4 separate regions of the Mus musculus genome follow, and regions 1, 2 and 4 are each linked to region 3. Evidence: chromatin contacts called from public HiChIP or PLAC-seq and promoter capture Hi-C data. All regions are on one chromosome and are shown on one strand. Each heading gives the region's core, a stretch centred on a gene start, on an enhancer-like site or on the middle of the called end of the contact. The rest is flanking DNA. Distances are from core to core; before and after follow the strand shown.

What was found. Promoter capture Hi-C pulls out the DNA fragments that hold promoters and counts their contacts. HiChIP or PLAC-seq counts read pairs in DNA pulled down with a chosen protein or histone mark.
Region 1: a contact with region 3 is called in a promoter capture Hi-C map of liver, with 2.5 times the contacts expected there. The contact joins the promoter of Zdhhc12 here to the promoter of Tor1a in region 3. A contact is called at or near these places in 2 of 39 promoter capture datasets (both in liver), 1 of 484 Hi-C or Micro-C datasets (B cells), 1 of 115 datasets of contacts at active chromatin or transcription factors (embryonic forebrain) and 2 of 9 other capture datasets (adipose tissue and liver).
Region 2: an HNF4G HiChIP or PLAC-seq map of pancreatic cancer cells shows a contact between it and region 3. The contact joins the enhancer-like site here to the promoter of Tor1a in region 3. A contact is called at or near these places in 7 of 39 promoter capture datasets (cranial neural crest, frontonasal cranial neural crest, hippocampal neurons and 3 more), 5 of 115 datasets of contacts at active chromatin or transcription factors (embryonic forebrain, embryonic midbrain, large pre-B cells and 2 more) and 3 of 9 other capture datasets (adipose tissue, liver and pancreatic islet).
Region 4: a promoter capture Hi-C map of hippocampal neurons shows a contact between it and region 3, with 2.1 times the contacts expected there. The contact joins the promoter of Exosc2 here to the promoter of Tor1a in region 3. A contact is called at or near these places in 3 of 39 promoter capture datasets (erythroid cells, hippocampal neurons and pre-B cells) and 1 of 115 datasets of contacts at active chromatin or transcription factors (bone marrow-derived macrophages).

What each region holds. Positions count from the first base shown.
Region 1 is chr2:30,092,352-30,095,612 of GRCm38.p6, reverse strand. It overlaps Zdhhc12 (zinc finger, DHHC domain containing 12), which reads left to right and starts at 1,978. Exons shown (of 5, transcript NM_001037762.1): 1 at 1,978-2,124; 2 at 3,072-3,208. The coding sequence starts at 2,025.
Region 2 is chr2:30,318,019-30,321,118 of GRCm38.p6, reverse strand. All of the region lies in intron 15 of Nup188 (nucleoporin 188), which reads right to left. Among named protein-coding and RNA genes, the nearest start is that of Gm39780, 21 kb to the right of the region's middle. Within about 2 kb of position 1,663, at least 8 of the 459 cell types and tissues checked have an H3K27ac peak or open chromatin away from gene starts, as enhancers often do. A contact at or near this core is called in pancreatic cancer cells, where this site is marked.
Region 3 is chr2:30,966,254-30,969,479 of GRCm38.p6, reverse strand. It overlaps Tor1a (torsin family 1, member A (torsin A)), which reads left to right and starts at 1,562. Exons shown (of 5, transcript NM_144884.2): 1 at 1,562-1,806; 2 at 2,125-2,390. The coding sequence starts at 1,626.
Region 4 is chr2:31,668,992-31,671,969 of GRCm38.p6, reverse strand. Exosc2 (exosome component 2) reads right to left here and starts at 1,255. Exons shown (of 9, transcript NM_144886.3): 1 at 1,109-1,255. The coding sequence starts at 1,230.

The DNA.
Region 1 (3,261 bases), core at 729-3,228, 870 kb after region 3:
CACACTCCCAATGAGGGTTTCTCTGTGTATTCCTGCTGTCTTGGAACTACACAAGTAGTTCTGTAGACTACACTGGCTGGTCTCAAACTCCAAAGATCCACTTACCTGCCTCTGCCTCACCAGCCAGCTGCCCCACCCCAAAATAAGACCTTTCTCTCTATGTAGCTCTGGCTGCCCTGAAACTATGAAAACTAGGCTACCTCTGCCTTTGAGTACAGAGATTAAGGCGTGCACCACCATGCCCCACTGTACTTGTGGCTCTTGCAAGGGACCTCAGTTCAGTTTCTAGCACTCACATGGTGCTCATAACCATCTGTAACTCCAGAGGACCTGGTTACTCTTAGAACCTCTGCAAACACTAGGCATGAACATGGTGCACAGATATACATTCAGGAAAAATATCCACACACAGTCAGCCTGTAAGCCTGCTGACCTGATTTCTGTCCCTGGAACCCACATGGCAGGAGAGAGCCAACAGCTAGGGTTGTCCTTTCATTTCTGTGAGCCAGCTATCACATCAGCTTGCACACACACACACTCCCTGACTCACAAATGGTTGTGTACTTTGTTTTGATCTTTTTGTTTTATTTTTCTATGGACAGCTGGCCTAGAACTCATTATGTGGACCAGGCTGCCCTTTGCCTGTCTCTACATCCCAAAGAATTGGATTAAAGGTGTGGGCAGGGGCTGGAGAGATGGCTCAGTGGTTAAGAGCACTGGCTGCTTTTCCAGAGGTCCTGAGTTCAATTCCCAGCAACCACATGGTGGCTCACAACCATTTGTAATGCAATCTGATGCCCTTAAGTGTATCTTAAGTGACAGTGTACTTACATAAAACAAATAAATAAATCTTTAACAACAACAAAAAGGTGTGGACAGCCCAACCCCTTCTTTGGGAACTAGCTTTTATGTCACACAATTAGTTGGCTTTAGTCCCCTCCCTCCACATGTATAGAGGATGGCCTTGAATTTTCTTGCCTCTATCACCAGTTTGTTGAGATTTCAGGCATGTACCACCATATCATATATACCATGCTGGGGCGATAACCCAGCCTTTAGTGCTTGCTAGACAGTCTACCAATTGTGTTAATCCCCAGCCTCTGTTTAATCTCATATGGAATAGTATGATTGGCCCTAACCGCCCCCCGTCCCCCCGTCCCCCAATACACACTCGCGCGGGTGCGTGCGCGCGCACACACGATGGACAACCAATCCTTCCATAACCACCCTGGCCATAGGAAGTCAGTTCTTCAGAAAAAGGGATGTCTATTTGACCAAAACAAATCCCAAGAGCATGCACACTGGGCTTTGGGCTAGAAGAGGGTCATCAGGTGGAAGTCAGCTGAATGGGGGAGGTTCAAGGAACACAAGGAGAGAAAGTCAGTCTGGTTGGGCCGTGGTGGTAGCAGGGGAGACAAATACCTGTCTAAGACGCGGGTACTATTACCAACCCCATTGAAGAGGCAGAAAGTAGCCTAAAGAAGCTCAGTAACTTGCCTCGAGAGTCATAGGCCGGACAATTATTTCTCTGACTCCAAGCTGGGCCATGCGTGTCCAGACTCCGCACCAGAACCCTCCTTTTTCCCATCATCCGTTTGCAAAATCAGAAAACGAATAAGAGGAAAGTGTGTCATCAAGGCGTGCCCTCCTGCAAGCCCGGCCCATCGCCCCTTGGGAGCAAGCTCCGCGTGGCCTCCGGGGATCAAAGATGGGCACGCATGCGCATGCGGGGGTGGGGTTGTCTTCGGAGGCTTCCGCCTCCCGGGTTTTGCAAAGTTACCTGGCCCACAGGAGGCGGAGTTAGGGAGTTGTAGGCTGTGCGCGCGCGGGCCCCGCCTTCAGCCTCCTCGGGCACCTGTTGGCCTGAGGGGCCGCCGGTGGCACCCAATAGACAGCCTCCCTGAGCCGCCCGTGCCCCGCCTCTAATGCAGAGCCACCAATCCCCGCGTTGCTGCAGCCCCGCTGCCCCGCGGCCCCACCTTCTGCGCGCTTCTTCCGGGTGGGCTCGGGCGGGGGCCAAGGCCATGGCTCTTTGGCCGCCGCTTAACTCTGGGATGCTGGTGCGGACTGGGCACACCGTGCTGACCTGGGGAATCACTCTGGTGCTCTTCCTGCACGACACCGGTGAGCCGGACACCGCGCCACCCCGAGCCCACCCGATCACGCGTGGGTATACCGGGGTCCCCCTAATCCTCAGACACATTGAAATCTCCATTTCTATCTCCCACCAGTTCCTCAAGCGTCTTTCTCCTATGTCGGTCCGGGGATCATCCTCTCTCCGCCTGATTCCCAAGTTGGACCCTAATTAATCCCAGTAATTTTCTGTCATCGATAGATGTCCATCCATCCAAAGACCACCAGAGCCCATCAGAGGACCAACTAGAGGCCCCATCTCTCCCATCCCTGGGCTCTACCTGTCCTTCCCAGAAATTGCCTCCCAACCCCTCCCTAAATAAGATTAAGAAATCCGCTAGACTTAAGGACTTGGCTTTCCGGTCCACTCCCCAAATCCTATGAGCCGACTAACTACCCCAAGGGACGCCACTATAGCGAGGAGCAGGTTTCCCACCTTCGCCTGGTAGCATCTCCTTTCCCCATCATTCCCTTCACCCCCTTCCTGCCCCCTCCTAGGTTTCCCTTCCAGAAGGAACAGAGCCCACCAGAGGCTTCCTCTGTAGCCCTCCTCCATCGCTTTTGCCCTTTGTCCTCAGGCTTCCACACCAGGAGTCAGCCACCTTCAAAACCTCCTTGGCTCTCTTTCACCCAAGGGTACCAGAGTTGCCTACGCTCAGCTGTCTGGTGTCACCACGTCCATCACTTCTTAGCCCTCCCTCCTCTCCATAATCCTCCTTCACTGCCATGGGCTTAAACAGGCTGGCTGGCACCTTCCTAGCTGGAGCTCCTGGCTGGCTCCACCCTCTTCCAGGGCTGACTCTTCCCCTGGGGAGCCCCCTTCCTCCTGCCTCCCTCAGGTCTAGCCTCCATATCACCTCCAGCTACTTTCTTTCTACCCCCACCGCCTCCTGCCCTTCCCTTTTGCTATGGTTCTCACTGTCCTCTGGCCTCCCCAGAGCTACGCCAATGGGAAGAGCAAGGGGAGCTGCTCCTGCCCCTCACATTCCTGCTCCTGGTGCTAAGCTCCCTGCTGCTTTATCTGGCTGTGTCACTCATGGACCCCGGCTATGTGACTACTCAGCCCCAGCCTCAGGTAAGCAAGCAGGGACCTCGAAGGCCAACAGGGGAGTGAGACCTCAATGCTGA
Region 2 (3,100 bases), core at 414-2,913, 650 kb after region 3:
AATCCCAGTGCTCACTTGGGAGGCTGAGGTGAAAGCTAGTGTGGGCTACAAAGTTAAGACTAGTCTCAAAACCAAAAAACAGTTTGTGTTTTTGTGACTGGCAAGCCACCTGCAGGGTTTATATGTGACATAATCTATATGAGACTACAAGCTATCAACACAGCATGCTCTAAGATAACAGTTTCTCTTTAAGATGGAGTGGCATTCCTCTTTACACATATAGCACATGTTCATTTACCTCTCAAATATCCACTCGAAAACTTTTATTTTATACACAGCCTTTTCCCAACCATCTCTTGTTGAGGACTGTGGTTATGAAAATGACACGCTAGTTCCTAAGAGTTCACATGTTCAATGCAGTATTATGTATGAAGGCCTGACGCTGATGCATAATGATTGCAGAGGACCAAAGGGATGAGCGAGGTAGTTGCTGGTCCTTGTAGGAGACAGCAGCAGAGGGCACACAGCCAGGACAGTAGGCTATGCCCCTTTCTCTGTAGTACTGAAGTATGCTCTGCAAAAGTGGCACGTATGGTTAGCCAAGCAGTCATCACCCTGGTGCCAGGAAGGTTTACAGAGCACGTTCATCTTTCAATTTTTTTTTTTTTTTGAGACAGGGTTTCTCTGTGTAGCTCTGGCTGTCCTGGAACTCACTCTGTAGACCAGGTTGGCCTTGAACTCAGAAATCTGCCTGCCTCTGCGTCCGGAGTGGTGGGATTAAAGGCGTGTACCACCACTGCCCGGCGATCTTTAAATATTTTAAGGCAGACCATAAAGACTACCATTTTGACTTAGCTTTGTGGAATATTCTAAAAGCGAGGAGAACTAAACTGGCAAAATAATGTTTGAGTCTTTCCAAATCTTAGCCGTCTACATTGCTGTACAAGCTGTTCTCACCACAGCTGTACACTGGACCACTGCTCTCTGTATAAAGAATACTATTCCACTGAGACGGAGTGGAAGAAGCAACAAGACTCTACTGGGTAGAGCAAGCAATGTACAGAGTCAACAGTGTCTGACAGAATTCCCACTGTAGTGCAGATGGTGATCCTATGATGGTGGTCCTTTTCATGCAGCTTGCTAATCCAGTCTTCGTCCTTTTGAGACAGGGTCTCAATATTTAACCCTGGCTATCCTAGAACTTGCTGTGTAGACCAGGTTGGTCTTGTACTCTGCCTGTCTCTGTCTCTACCACTGTCAGCCCAATTTAAATCTTAACAACCATTCACACAAAACAGGTCATTAGAAGGATTATCTATTTTCTACATCTTTGAGCCTACTAACTTTTTTTGTTTGTTTGTTTGTTTGTTTTTGAGACAGGGTTTCTCTGTGTAGCCCTGGCTGTCCTGGAACTCACTCTGTAGACCAGGCTGGCCTTGAACTCAGAAATCCGCCTGCCTCTGCCTCCCAAGTGCTGGGATTAAAGGCATGTGCCACCATGCCCGGCAAACCTATTAACTTTTAAGTCTGATTTATAATATGACACCAAATAATGTGTAATGGTGACAAGTGAGACCCATCTCCTTTTTGGTGTGTCACCCGAGATAAACTACAGCACTGGAGCAGAGGTGACCCTCCAAACCCACACTGCACATCAGTTCATGGGCCACACATGACTTGGGCAGGAAGTCAGTGTAATCAGCAATGGACTTTCACTTACTTTAACTCTGACATCACTAAGCAAACAATCCCCAAAGTCTCTCCACAAGGTGGAGCTTCCAGGGAGCGTATAGAAAGCACATCTGACAGTATCAGAAGAAAATGTGCATTATTCCGTCCGTGATTTCTACAAGGACTTGTGTGAACACTAAAACTGAGGAGGGCACTTTGGTGCACACCTTTAACTTCTAGCACTCAGGAGGGAGGGTCTATAGGATCTCTGAGTTTGAGGCCAGCCTGGTCTATAGTGTAAGTTCTATGATAGCTAGGGCTATGTAAACAAACAGACACTGTCTCAACACACACACACACACACACACACACACACACACACACACACACACACACACACATAAAACAACCCATCCAAAAAAGATTTTAAATCAAATTTGAAGTGCTAAAACTTGGGCTTGAGCTGGGCATGGTGGCGCACGCCTTTAATCCCAGAACTCGGGAGGCAGAGGCAGGTGGATTTCAGAGTTTGAGGCCAGCCTGGTCTACAAACTGAGTTCCAGGACAGCCAGGGCTATACAGAGAAACCCTGTCTCAAAAAAAAAAAAAAAAAACAAACAAACAAAAAAACAAAACAAAACAAAAAAACTTGGGCTTGAGAGATGGCTCAGTGGTTAAAAGCACTGACCACTCTTCCAGAAGTCCTAAGTTCAAATCCCAGCAACAACATGGAGGCTCACAACCATCTGTAATGGTATCCAATGCCCTCTTCTGGTGTGTCTGAAGACAGCTACTCATGTATTCACATACATGAAATAAATATATCTTAAAAAAAATACTAAAACTAAACACAATATAGGAATATTTCACTAGTATCAACATGTACATACAGAAAACAGCAAAACTGTTTTTCTTCTAGTTTGATATTTGAATTATATGTATATAAAAAGATGGGTGCTCTGAAGAACACTTTAGGGCTGGATCCTATCTCATACTGCATAGACTCTGTGGGAAAAATGTTTAAATAGGAAACCTGAAACCTCCAGTGTTTAAGGGGTGAAAAGTCATTAAGTCAGAATAAACACACACACGCACACACACACACGCGCGCGCACACACTTGCGCGCACATGCTCCCATGTCCTCAGCAGGGCTTTCCTTCAGAAACCAAGCAGTGAGTGTCCTAGCATAAGAGAACATGCTCACAAAACCTTTGGGGTTAGTGTGCCTGCTACTAACACTGTCAACTTGACACAAGCTGGAGTCATACAGCAAGCATCTCAACTGAGACAATACCCCTCTAGCCTGGCCCGTAGGTAAGTCTGTGAGGCATTTTTTGGACTAACAATTGATCTGGAAGGCCCAGCCCACTGTGAGTGGTCTCAGCCCTGGGCAGGTATGAGAATGCAGGCTGAGCAAGCCAAGAGGAGCCAACCAGTAAGCAGAGTTTCTCCATGGTCTCCGTGTCACTTCCTTTGATAATGAACTGG
Region 3 (3,226 bases), core at 313-2,812:
GACTATTTAATTTTATTTAACAGGTTTAAGGCACAACAACTGAGCAGTATTAGTTTATTTTAGTCCTTTAAGCTAATCTGACTACTTCACAGCCACAATCCTTGAGATACTTGTTGTATTTTATGGCTTTCTCTGCTCCAGCTGTTTTTTATGATTATGATGTCTTCTGGACTTCCCACCTCATGGCTAAATCCCCACTTCCTCCCTCTCTCCTGTTCTGTCACTGGCTGATCAGCCCTTTATTGACCAATCTGAATAATTAGGAAGCAATGTTTACACAACATTGATGACAGGCAGTTCTCAAAATAAGGATAGCAACCATATATGAGGGCATAGCAATCAGCATGTGAATAATACAAGGATAATCCTTATACAGTGCACAATAACATTATTCCTACAGTTCCCTAAGGAAGAAACTGGGTAAGAAACTATGGGCTTTATTTAATAATATTGCTCATGGGGCTGGAGAGATGGCTCAGTGGTTAAGAGCACTGACTGCTCTTCCAGAGGTCCTGAGTTCAATTCCCAGCAACCACATGGTGGCTCACAACCATCTGTAGTGGAAATCTGATGCCCTCTTCTGGTGTGTCTGAAGTCAGTATACTCACATACATAAATAAATAAAATCTTTAAAAAAAAATACTGGTCATGGGTTTTTAACAAGTATGAGATGCAGATCCCTCTTTTTTTTTTTTTTGAGATGTCAGACTCTCACTGTAGCCCTGACTGCACCTGGAATTCCTTGTATAGGACAGGGTGGCCTCCAACTCAGATATCCAAGACAATCACCTGTCTCTACTTCCCAGAGTGCTGGGATTAAAGGTGTGTGCTACAATACCCAGCCCTCAAATGTCAGTTTTGTTCTGTTTTGTTTTGTTTTGTTTTAACGACAAGATCCAATATGCAGCTTTGACCTGCTTGAAACTTTGTAGACTGGCCCCAACTCATACAGAGTGTTGGGGTTAAGGGTGCACACCACCCACCGCACCTGTCAGATTTAATGATAGGGACGCACGTTGGGGGGGGGTCATGTGGGAACCCACTATATTATCCTCTCATTTTTAAAAATTTATTCATTTACATGTTAATTTATGCATGTGTGTAAGCCCACATGAGTTTATGAGCACCACATGCACGCAGGTGCCTGCGTCATTTCTTTTTTAATACTTATTTATTTCATGTATGTCAGTACACTGTCGCTGTCTTCAGACACACCAGAAGAGGGCACCAGATCCCATTACAGATGGTTGTGAGCTACCATGTGGTTACTGGGAATTGAACTCAGAACCTCTGGGAGAGCAGTCAGTGCTCTTAACCGCTGAGCCATCTCTCCGCCCATCATTAAAAAAAAATGGTTCTAAAACACTGTTACTTGATGGGGATAGGGCAGCAGTCATCATCACCTGATTCCTATAATCTCAATATTATTCCTGTAACATCAAGGTTCAGAAGCAGAAGGGACTTTGCCCTTAACAAAGATGGTAGCCACTAGCGTCGGTAGACTGCCTGCCCCGGACAAAGAGGGCGGCCCCGCCAGCAGGAACCGGAAATACGAGTCTGGGCGGTGCGCGGGGTACGGTGGGCGCTGGGCGGGCGCTGGGCGCGCAAGGTGCGCGGGTCCGGTTATGAAGCTTGGCCGGGCCGCTCTGGCCCTGCTGCTGCTGGCGCCGTGCGTGGTTCGTGCGGTGGAGCCCATCAGCCTGAGTCTGGCCCTGGCCGGCGTACTCACCACCTATATCTCCTACCCTCGTCTCTACTGCCTCTTCGCCGAGTGCTGCGGCCAGATGCGGAGCCTCAGCCGGGAGGGTAGGCGGGCACCAGGCGTCCGGGATGCTGCGGCAGGGGGATGGCGCCGCTGCCAGGCCAGACTTTGGCCGGAGGCCTGAGAGATGAGTGGTCGGGGCCCGGGGTAGGGTGTCAGCCCTGCGCGGAGCTCTCCGGGGCGGCCTCACGGCACCTCTTCCGCTTGGCTTTGGGGCCAACCCCGAGGAAGGGCAGAGTTCGCAGCACCAGGGTCCCTCAGCGCTCTCCAAACCAGGCTCCGCGGGCCCTGACGTCCTGGAAATGGGGCTGCCTTTTGCCAGCTTGTTTCTCTCCTGACCAGAGTGATCTTTCCTTTCTCAGCGCTGCAGAAAGATCTGGATAACAAGCTCTTTGGACAGCATCTTGCAAAAAAAGTCATCCTAAACGCCGTGTCTGGTTTCCTAAGCAACCCGAAGCCCAAGAAGCCCCTTACCCTCTCTCTGCACGGGTGGACGGGCACCGGCAAAAACTTCGCCAGCAAGATCATCGCGGAGAATATTTACGAGGGCGGACTGAACAGTGACTATGTACACCTGTTTGTGGCCACGCTACACTTCCCCCACGCCTCTAACATCACACAGTATAAGGCAAGAGCATTAAGTTGACCGCCTTCGCGGATGACCCGGAATTGGGGTTTCTCTGTTGTGGGGTGGGATGTGGGAATTCCACGTCAGTGAGTGAGCCACAACATGGCTCTCTGTATGTCAGTTCCTCTTTAAAAGGTGTGCACAGAAGTGGTCATATCCCTTGGAGGAATGACAGCTGAAGCTAGGCTACCGTGTTTTAAAGGGGACTGTCAAGAGCTGGGGGTAGCTCGGCATAGAGCACTTGCCCAGAATGTGGGAAGTTCTGTATTATGTCTCTCCACCCCAACTCCCACAACTCCCGCTGTGGCGAGGGTGCACTGGGGGATAGATATGTAAGTTACAAAGGGTTTGAGATACATAGAGCAGTTAGACCACCAAAGTTTTATGAGTGGCCTCTGTGACACTCATAAAGTGACTCGGTAAGGTGACAACTTGGCTGGGAAGTGGGGACATAACAACTCCAGGGTCTTTAGGAGTCGCCTCCCCCCGCCCCCTGTTGTGAAAAGGAAACCTAGAGGCCAAGTTTGCTTTGACCCAGCTGTTGCAACCTGCTATTGGAGTTTAATTCTGATAACAGGCTCACACCTGAATTCAGGTTCGGTCCCTCCCTCCCTACAGCTGTGCAGTAGGGGCTGTCACTTAACTTGAGCAGGGACATTCTTTATCTTAGAATGGTGCTTCAACCTCGAGTCTGTTAGTGCACCCCCTTTCTGTTGAGCATTGTGTGGCCATAACTGTGGCTTTGTGCAGGTTGTTTAATCTTGGTGCCTGAGGTCAGCGGGTGTTTTCCTACACACCTGTATTCCCAGCAGGCTGAGGCAGGAGGATCACACCTT
Region 4 (2,978 bases), core at 6-2,505, 700 kb before region 3:
AAAGAAAGAGGAAGAAAGAACAAACTAGGTGCAACGGACAAACGGCCACACCTTTGAGTTAAGAATTTGGGAGGCGGGCTGGTGAGATGGCTCAGCAGGTAAGAGCACCCGACTGCTCTTCCAAAGGTCCTGAGTTCAAATCCCAGCAACCACATGGTGGCTCACAACCATCCGTAATGAGATCTGACTCCCTCTTCTGGTATGTCTGAAGACAGCTACAGTGTACTTACATATAATAAATAAATAAATCTTAAAAAAAAAAAAAAAGAATTTGGGAGGCAGAAGCAGGTGGATCTCTTGAGTTCAAAATCAGAGCGGTCTACATAGTAAGTTCCAGGACAGTCAGTGCTACATAGTGAGATTGGAGGGTTGGGGGTGAGGGGGGGGGACGACGGGGGGGGGGGGACGGACAGACATCGGGAAGACTGGCTACCTAATGCAGATTTATCTTTGGTGGTAATACAATGGTGGATTTTGCTCTCCTGCCCCACTTTTCAGTTAATACTCACTAACCTACCAATTCCTGTTGTCACCACTGTCTTCCAGGTGAGGATACCGGCCTTAGCAAGGTGCTAAACTAAGGATAACAATGTCAGATGTCCGACTCCATAGACAGCCCTAACTGCCACATGTTGTGACTTTCCGTGCTAAATTTGTATTGTTGGGTACAATATGTTGCCTCAACCCCCGCTCCACCAAAATTACTGCTTCCAAGTCAGGCTTGTCGCTGAGGTAACACTGAAAGAGATGACCAACCCCACTGTCCATTCAGAGGGTTGTAAGAAGGGCCCTGCAACCAGCCCTCCCCAGTTCTCCCTCCCTAGGAAGGCTCAAGAATCTTGAGTTTCAGGATAAGGGTCCAAAAGTTCCGAACGCCATAGATCAAAAGAGGGAATCAGGAACTGACAAAGGTGCAGCCAAGATGCCGGGAGTCAGAAGCGTGAGGCTCGCAAAGGAGGGAACTAGTATGGATGCTCCGATGTGTCCCGGGTAACTCGGGGACTTAGATACAACGGGACAGGAGGCCTGGGTTCCGGGACAGCGGGCCACGTGCAGAGAGCTCTGCAGCCGCCTCCTGAGGCCTTGGGACCCCCAAATCCTCACGTACCGCATGAAGCCTGTGTCCGTGGTGATCGTGTCCCCCGGCACCACCAAGTGTTTCTTAGAGTCGCGGCCCAAGCTCTCACTGAGAGGTTTGCGAGCTTTAGGGAGCCTCATCTCCAACGCCATCTTGGCGCCAATGACTTGCGCAGGCGCAGCTCTACACCGCTCCTCAACTCCCGCCTTCCTTCAGAGAAGCGACCAATGGGAATGGATAGTGTGGCAGCCATGTTGAGTATTGGCAATATTAAGTTAACTCGTGGAAGTGAGGGCACCAAGCTGCCATGTTTACTATTGGCAAGAAAGCACCTGCGGAATGATGAATTCTCATGTCGTAAGGGAATATGACATTAGTTTGGTTTGGTGTTTGGATGTCAGTTTTGTGTTTGTTTTAGAGGAACGACCCCGTGTAGGGCTAGCCTCAAACTCTGTATAGTTGAGGATAACCTTGCTGAGGTCCAGATGTTCATGCCTCCACCTCCCAAATGCTGCGATTACGTGAGTTTGTGTAGGTTGTGGGTTTGGTGGTGGTGGTAGTGGTAGTGGTAGTGGTAGTGGTAGTGGTAGTGGTAGTGGTAGTGGTAGTGGTAGTGGTAGTGGTAGTGGTAGTGGTAGTGGTAGTGGTAGTGGTGTTTGATGCCCAAGAGGACAAAAGAGGATGTTGGAGTCCCTGTAACTGGAATTATAGAAGTTTGTGAGCCATTATGTGGGTGCTGGGAAACGAAACCAAGTCCTCTGGAAATGTGGCCAGTACTCTCAACCTCTGAACCACCTCTCCATTCCAGGTGTAGGATTTTTTAAAGACAGTGCCTCATGTCATCCAGGTTGGTCTCAAACTAGCTGTGTAACCCAGGGTATCCTTGAACTCCTCCTCCTCCACCTCCCAGGAGCTGGGATTACAGGTGTAAGCTGCCATACCAAACTGTATGAGTTTTTACCCAAACTGTTCCATTTCATCATTTTATTTATTGTTGGCAAGTCTAGAGATTGAGAAATGAACCTTGGCATCCAACTCAAAACCACTATAATCTAATATTTTGTAGACTATAGATTTAGGACCGGGATTTACAGGAAACACCATCTGAGGAGAAGCTAGAACCCTCTGAATACTGCTCCTCGTGGGCCTTGTCTTCTAGCCCCTTAGGTGCTGTCCTCACCTACTGCCCTATGGCTCTAATGTGCTTTAGTAAGGACCTCTTCTGAGTGATGACATGTGTCTGCTGAAAGATGACTGTTGTAAACAGTCATGTGACAAGCAAGTCTGTAGGGAGGCATAAATGTAACTTTTATTTTCCTGTTGTAATTGTTGACTGGGAGGTTTACTGTCTTTGTTTGCTAACCTAGGTCTAGTTCTGGAAGCTTCTAGACTCTGTACAGTCTTATCTAGGCCTAAAATGTTTTCAGCCTCTGAATTGCTGCTGAATAAGCTCCCCCTTTCTAGTTCTTTCTGAGCTCTGGCTGGCTGATTCAACTCAGTTGTTCTGTCTCAAACTCTTTTCCCAGCTCACTTATTAGATTTGTCTTTTCTCTCAGCCTCTAAATTCCTGCTTGGCCTCAAACTAACTCTAGCAATCTTATCTAACCGTCTGGCTCATTCTGTCTTTACGTGTGTCTCACTTGTTCTTTCTTAAATATGTCTCTATAAAACTCTTGAAGTAATGCCAGACAGTAGTGGCACACACCTTTAATCCCAGCACTTTGGAGGCAGAGGCAGGAGAATTTCTGAGTTCGAGGCCAGGCTGGTCTACAGAGTGAGTTCCAGGAGAGCCAGGCTACAGAGAAACCCTGTCTTGAAAAACTAAAGTGTGGGGGGGAACTCTCGAAGTAAAACTGCCTCCTTCCTCTCTGTGTGCTTCTCTCCCTCTCCCTCTCCCTCT